Linked DNA regions of Mus musculus: region 1 is linked to region 2. Evidence: chromatin contacts called from public Hi-C data. All regions are on one chromosome and are shown on one strand. The core of a region is the stretch at or near the end of the contact, and the rest is flanking DNA. Distances in the headings are between cores, read along the strand shown.

The links. A called contact is a pair of places that touch in the nucleus more often than the background predicts.
Region 1: a contact with region 2 is called in a Hi-C map of olfactory sensory neurons, with 3 times the contacts expected there. The contact joins two enhancer-like sites.

What each region holds. Positions count from the first base shown.
Region 1 is chr3:123,114,554-123,117,835 of GRCm38.p6, reverse strand. Synpo2 (synaptopodin 2) reads left to right here. Exons shown (of 5, transcript NM_080451.2): 3 at 99-880; 4 at 3,210-3,282. Among named protein-coding and RNA genes, the nearest start is that of Myoz2, 81 kb to the right of the region's middle. Within about 2 kb of position 1,510, at least 48 of the 459 cell types and tissues checked have an H3K27ac peak or open chromatin away from gene starts, as enhancers often do. A contact at or near this core is called in olfactory sensory neurons, where this site is marked.
Region 2 is chr3:122,517,212-122,520,754 of GRCm38.p6, reverse strand. Bcar3 (breast cancer anti-estrogen resistance 3) reads right to left here. Exons shown (of 12, transcript NM_013867.3): 8 at 1,377-1,492. Among named protein-coding and RNA genes, the nearest start is that of Mir7657, 23 kb to the left of the region's middle. Within about 2 kb of position 1,489, at least 66 of the 459 cell types and tissues checked have an H3K27ac peak or open chromatin away from gene starts, as enhancers often do. A contact at or near this core is called in olfactory sensory neurons, where this site is marked.

The DNA of each region.
Region 1 (3,282 bases), core at 261-2,760, 600 kb before region 2:
TTTGTTGTATCTTCCACGAGACATCATGTAAGTTGGGGAAATTCTTTGGCAGGTGGGAGACCCACTGACTAACTGTTAGGAATTATTTTTGTGTGCAGACCCTCTAGTGGAACAAGTGAGACTTTGGATTCTGAATCAGAAACTACAAACCATCAACATCTTACACATGAGGGGCCCATGGAAAGTACCACCCTGCAGATTCAGCAAGCCACCGAGACCCAGAGCGAAGACTTCTTTCTTGCTCCAGTCCAGACTAAAGTTCCCCTAACTGAGGACCAAAGCAATGCCTGGGGTTATGCAGAATGTCCAAAAGAAGAACAAGCTCCCCCGATGCTTGGCTCCCAGGAAGGACACTTGGTAGAAGAGGTCATCTTAAGGCAAAAGGCAGAAGCAGGCCAGCCAGGCCATGTGGTTGAGCTACAGCTGTCCCTCTCAAAGGAAAGACATCAATGCACCAGTGGCCCTATAGTGACTCTCCAGGGAAATGACAAATCCACGTCTCCAGACCCAGACTGGAGCTCACAACTCGAGAGGACTGTCCACATAAATTCGATCCCTGCTCCTGAGAAAGCAGACACTTCTCTGACGTCCAGCACCTCCAGTGGCCGAGAGTTGAGAGTGATCCAGGGAAGAGACCCAGGAGGCGCAGGGCTGCCCCAGGTGGAAGTGATTCTAGATTGCTCTGACAGGCTGAAGGCTGAAGAGTGCAGGCTGCAGACAGGAAGGGGGTGTGTGGCTTCTCCCGTGGAAGGAGGGCGGTCAGAAGCACCTCCTTCTCTGGTCTCCTTTGCGGTCTCGTCAGAAGGCACCGAGCACGGAGAAGATCAACGCTCGGGAAAGGATCAGAGCAGACCACACAAGCACCGTGCACGCCATGCTCGTAAGTCCTGCCATGGTTGGGGCGGGTGTCAGGGGAGTTGGGATTTTAGTTTATTTTACTAGCTGGACTGTATAAACTTTTTTAAAAAGAGTTTTCGCATGCCTTTTACTACCTTTGGTGGTTATCTAATGCACAAAATAATAAATATAAATAGTGTGGGGAAATACCAGTTTTTAAATTAGAAGCAGTAAATTTGAACTTCATACTAGACTCAAATGTTTTTCATAAACTTTATTTCATGCCTAAATATTTTTCATCAACTTCATTTTATCCCCAAAGATGCAGGAACTGTTAAAGAAATATGAAATACACCCCTCTTACTTGTTGAAGAATGTTATGGCATTTTGTGTTAAAAAAAAACTTTAAGAGGATTGGAAGCTATGTGGACTCAGTTTAAATAACAATTCCCCCTCCTGAGGTGCCTTTAACAAGGTTTCCACGCTGATATTAAAAGCAGAGCTTCATTTTGGAAAAGAAAAAAAAAAAACCATTCTGCGGCTTGATGATGCTTGCAGAAGTGTTTGACAGACAAGGGCAAGTGTGATGCCCAGCAGTTACACGATCCGATCCTTGCTGTTGTGTAAGCCTCACTAGGTGGCAGCGCGCTCACCACCTTCCAGACTCAAGTCTCCAGGGCCATGTGGCAGGCAGCTCGGCAGCTCAGAGTTCTCCCCCAGGAAAAGTGCCTAGTGCAAGGCCCCCCACTGGCCTTCTCTCCTATCTGTAGGACGAAGGTCACAAACGGAAGGAGGTCAAGAACTGTAGCTTCAGTACCATTATTATTAGTTTTCTTTCATAGACACCATTCTTTTTCTTTATTTTACCAACTTGAGCATTTCCTCTGAGGATGCACGGGCTGACTGGTACACAATAGCAGTGAGCTTGCGTCCTCGGAATCACACATCAGCCTTCTAGCCCCCGTTGTCCTTTGGGTGCCTATTTTTAGCACAGCCATTTGTAGCTTTGTTGGCAAGTGCCGGTGGCCACTCCTCCTGCTTTAGACACCTCACATATATAGCATATTAAACCTGAGCATTATGACGGCATGTGCATATTTCACATGGTGGCCCTGAGCAGACAACTGTGCAGTTGTTACTGTCAGTGTAATAGCAAGCTGTAACATCACTAGTCAAAAAAAAATCATATTTAAGATTGCCCAGATTTTGGACTATTTTGTCTGCATAAATTTGATCACCAGATAAATATCTGTATGGTTTCTCTTATTTCATTTTATTTTGTTGTTGTTGTTGTTAAATTAACCAAGTCTGACTTTTAACAAGAAGAACTAATTTCAATCGTGAAATATCTAATTTTTCTGATATCTTCCTTTAACTCGGGATATGATAAAAATTTATTTTGGATCATACTCATTCAAGTGGTTGAATTAGTTGATTCTATAAACTAACTTGACATTAATTTGCTTTTTATAATAAAATGAAAATATAAACTTCTGCCATTTTAAGACTGCCAAGTTCTATTTTTAAGGCACAATTGCTACCTCAGTTTCAATGCTAGTTTAAAAGACCTCAATTCATGTAATTTTTAAATTTTCCCAAGGTTCCCATTTATTCTTTCTGAAACTTAAGCAGGATTATATTTGCAAGAGCCTGTTAATTTACAAAGTTGTGTAGATAGTGTCCAATCTAGACTGTCACAATGTTCTAGTACTCTGAAATACAACTAATTATTAACTCAGTACTGTCAATTATCCAGTATTATGAGTTCATATTAATTCAGTAGCTCAGTGGAAAGATTTCAGGTGGTTGTCAAAGTAAAAAAGAAGAAACTTAAAAATGTAAATGCATTGCATTGGAATATTCAATTTTAACATTTCACATTTACATATGGCAGGACAGAGTACATCTTGTTTTCAAAATGTATTAGGTTCCTAAAGTATTTTCACTTTAATGCGATCATAACCTATTAACTGGCAGTTCCAAGCCTATTTTTTATTAAAGCTTATAATCTAGAGGTGGGGGGGGGGGGTGATCTGTTTTCTATGTAAGTCAGCACATCTAACGCTGTGTTCATGGGAGTAAATGGGACAGGATATCGTCCTGTGCTAGACATCATTGTTTTATAAGTGCAAATTTGAAGTGAAGTAAAACGCAGTGTAGTCCCTAGGTCATGTGCACTCCCAGAACACACAGGGGTGCGGGGCAGGATGAATGAATGAAAAAATAAATAAATGAGTTAGATCTCTCCAAATTTCGTACCCAATTATAGTATGTCTTTATATATTCATTATTCATTTTCCCCATTGGGAATCAATTTCTGTGCATGATTCCTTGCAGTCATCAATTCAGTACAATTTGTGTGCTTTCCCCAGGGCTCAGGAGGAGTGAAAGTCTATCTGAAAAGCAAGTGAAAGAAGCAAAGTCTAAGTGCAAAAGCATCGCCCT
Region 2 (3,543 bases), core at 240-2,739:
TATGGCATACACTCCCTGTATATATGACATAAACTCCCTATATATATGACACAGACTCCCTGTATATGACAGGCTGGCCTGGAAATTATGATCCTCCTTCCCGCGGCTTTACCAGTGCTGGAGTTACAGACATGCCACCCCACACTCAGATTTGTAAAGTTGTGTGGAATGCAGCCTTTATTCCCAGAGGCCAACAGCTGCTTGCACAAGTGGGTATTAACACTTAAATTTAAAATGTTTCCTCTCTTCATTGCCTCTGCCACCCACATACAGTAGCCACAACAGTCAGTGGTTTGAGCACATTCCTGCACCATAGAAAACTCAACTGGCCAGGGCTGTACCCAACAATATTGGAAGCTAAAACAGTCAGGGTGACCGGGAGATAATTTGCACACTAGTGAGAATGAGAGGGAAAGGGAGAGGGACAGAGGGAGGGAGGGAGGGAGGGAGAGAGAGGGAAAGAGAGGCCAGCTTTTATTTTAATATGAAAATCAAGTCTTGTGTTTCTTGTGTTAAAAGTGTGTCTCATCTCTAAAGATCCATGTTCAAGGGCATGCTTTGGCTTTGCTTCATGGTTTGTTTATTGTTTGTGAAAAGGCTTTATTTATAGCCTGGGCTGGACTTAGTCATCCTGCTCCAGCCCCCAAGTCCTGAGGTTACAGATGCCCGTGTGTTTTAATGAACACCTAGTGTGGTGGTGAGAGAATCTAGAATCTGCCAGTACATGGGCCCCTGGGGGCTTTATTAGCTGAGGTAGGAAGACAGGGCCCTGTAGGCAGCAGCGCTCCCCAGCTGGGACCCTGCTAAGGGCATGGGGCAAAAGCTTGCATTCCTGACCGAGGACACAGCATGACCACATCCTTCACGTTCCTGCTGTCTTGGCTTCCCCACCATGAGGGGCTGTGAACTGAGATAAACCCTTTCTTGGGATGCTCTTGCCAGGGTGATTTAGTGCTGCGACAAGGAAAGACACTAAGTACCCAGGGGCTGCTGTTTCTGGAAAATGGCAGTGTGGTTTCACAGCCTGGGGAACCCCAGTCCTCTGGAGCATCCCTTAAAGAAAGAGGTCAGAACCCGTTCTCCTCAGTCTTTCCAGATCCTAATTCTTCGGGAGGTCTTAAGCTCAGAGACACCGGGAGATGCTCCTGAGGGGAGGAAGGCAGCAGGAGGTGCAGCGTTCTGGCTGCAGCCACGCCAGCCAGGGCTTCAAAGGAGGCCACCCTCCAGCCACTGTTCAGGAATGGGGCAAGGGAGGTGTGATGTCCCAGACATAGCTCAGGCTTGAGGGAGAGTCACAGTCAGATGCTGCTCCTCTCCCTCCTCCCCCGATCCCCACCCCTATCCTGCTGCACGGGACGCAGAGACAGCAAGCTCACCTCTCGATGATGTCCAGGCGCAGCTGCCGTCCATGAGGTAAAGTAATGAGCTCCAACCCAGAGCTCACACCCATGCTCCTCTTCCTGTCTTCAGAGACTTCGAGTATCCTAGCAACCTGTCAGGAGCCGAGGAGAGAGGAAGGCGCTAGATCAGAAAGTGTGTTGGCCCGGGTTCATTTAGTGCGAGGAAAGAAAGAACTAAGTACCTGCGAGCCCTGTGGCTGAGGATGCAATGTGTCTGGATTTCTTTGAGTGACTGCATGCGAAATGTTTCTTATATATGATATTTGAAGATCTTAATGTACATCATAAACTATAAAACTGAGTGAGGGGCTGGGGAAAATAGTTTGGTCTATGCATTGCTGGCTGTGTGAGCATGAGAACGGGAATTTGATTCCTAATGTTCACGTAATAAGACAGGCATGGTTGTGTGGGCTCCTAACCATCAGCGCTGAGGAGCAGAGATAGGTGGATCCCTGGGGCTCTCGAGCCAGCCTAGTGACAAGCCCCAGGTCCTCAGGACACCTGAGGGGTTGTCCTCTCACCTCCACACACGGACATGTACCCTCATATGTGTGCTATCTCATACATAAGAACACACACACACACACACACACACACACATTTAGTGGGCAAAGGGCTGACGGAACTCCTAAACGGCCTGCACAGCCTAAAGATTTGCTACGCATTCAAGCCCAGCCAGGGAACTTATCATTTAGTCGGCTCTGGCCTGACACAGGCTGAATTCTGACAAGACGTTTTGCTGCCAACAAGAAGTCTGTGCATGTGTGTGTGTGTGTGTGTGTGTGTGTGTGTGTGTAGCCCACCAGGCTCTTCAGTGGAAAAGCAGAGTGTTATCCAAGCTCCCCTCAGGCTGTCTGTGTGTGTGTGTGGGGGGGGGGGGTGCTCTGTGTGTGTGTGTGTGTGTGTGTGTAGCCCACCAGGCTCTTCAGGGGAAAAGCAGAGTGTCATCCAAGCTCCCCTCTGCTCTGAGCCTTACCATTCATGGTCTCACTTAACAGCCACGGCTGGCTGCTATTGCCCTTAATTACGTCTCTCCTGGGTGCAGTAAGTGTACCTTACGGCTGGAAGCCATTAAAAACATATGTGGTGATTGGAAACCACTCCCACGGCTTCTCCATAGAGGTTTCCCTGAAAGAAAATCTTTCTTCCTTCAAGCCAGCTCTCATTGCAACCCAATTCTTTGTTTTTCTCTTCATTGATTAAATTCATTCTTCCAGTTTCTTACAGTGTGAATTTTTTTTCTTTTTTTTCTTTTTTACCATCTCATTTCTAACGTGCATAACCACATTTGAATGGAATTGGCTGTCAGACCTGACTGTTTCTTAGTCTACAGCACACTGAAAGGTTACAGCGGAGTCAGCTGTATCTCTAAACTGAGGCCATGCTAGCTCACTGACATACTGCAGTGTGACCCTGGGAGTCAGGGGTCTAACCAAGTCTGGCCATGTGGCAGGCACCAGATGGTGCTCTGTGCTTCCTGTGGTGGGCTGTCTTCTACCATAACCATGCCAAGCCGTGGAGAGATCTTCATAATATGTCACACACAAAAAGATCAGGAAGTCAGGCAATTATTAAACCTGACCTGAAACTTCCGTAGCTGAGCAAGGCAACCCCTGTCAGCCCTGGGGGATGAGCTGAGGACCTGGCTGTCCAGTGGTGGCGCCCAGGACAGGATGCGGGATTCATTCTAGGCTCACCACTACAGGTACGACTCACCTTTCTCAAGAGCTTTGCTAAGGATTCAAATGACTGTTTGAGAGTACAAGCTGTGAGTCATTGGCCATGTGGAGGGGGCAATTCTGGCCAGATGTCAGGAAAGAGGTCCACCTTGACCATGGCAAGGCATTCCATACATCTCACATGTTTAGTCCATCATCCTGCCAGAGATTCTGAGCCCTGTTCCTCTTTGGCACGCACGGCAGCCCACACCCTCTGCGTAGTAAGCCTCAAAGGCTTACCACTGACACGCTTTTCTTCTGGAAGCACTAATAGGCATTCTGAGAGCAAGAAGCCCCTGGTCGGAATTAAGTGTCAATCACCCATCATCAGGTCTCTTTCCTGAGCTACACATACTTTCCAGGGCTGAGCTGGAAGACTGCGGGATGTTGAGCCCACCCTGGGGTCAAAGCTAAGTCCTCTGGGG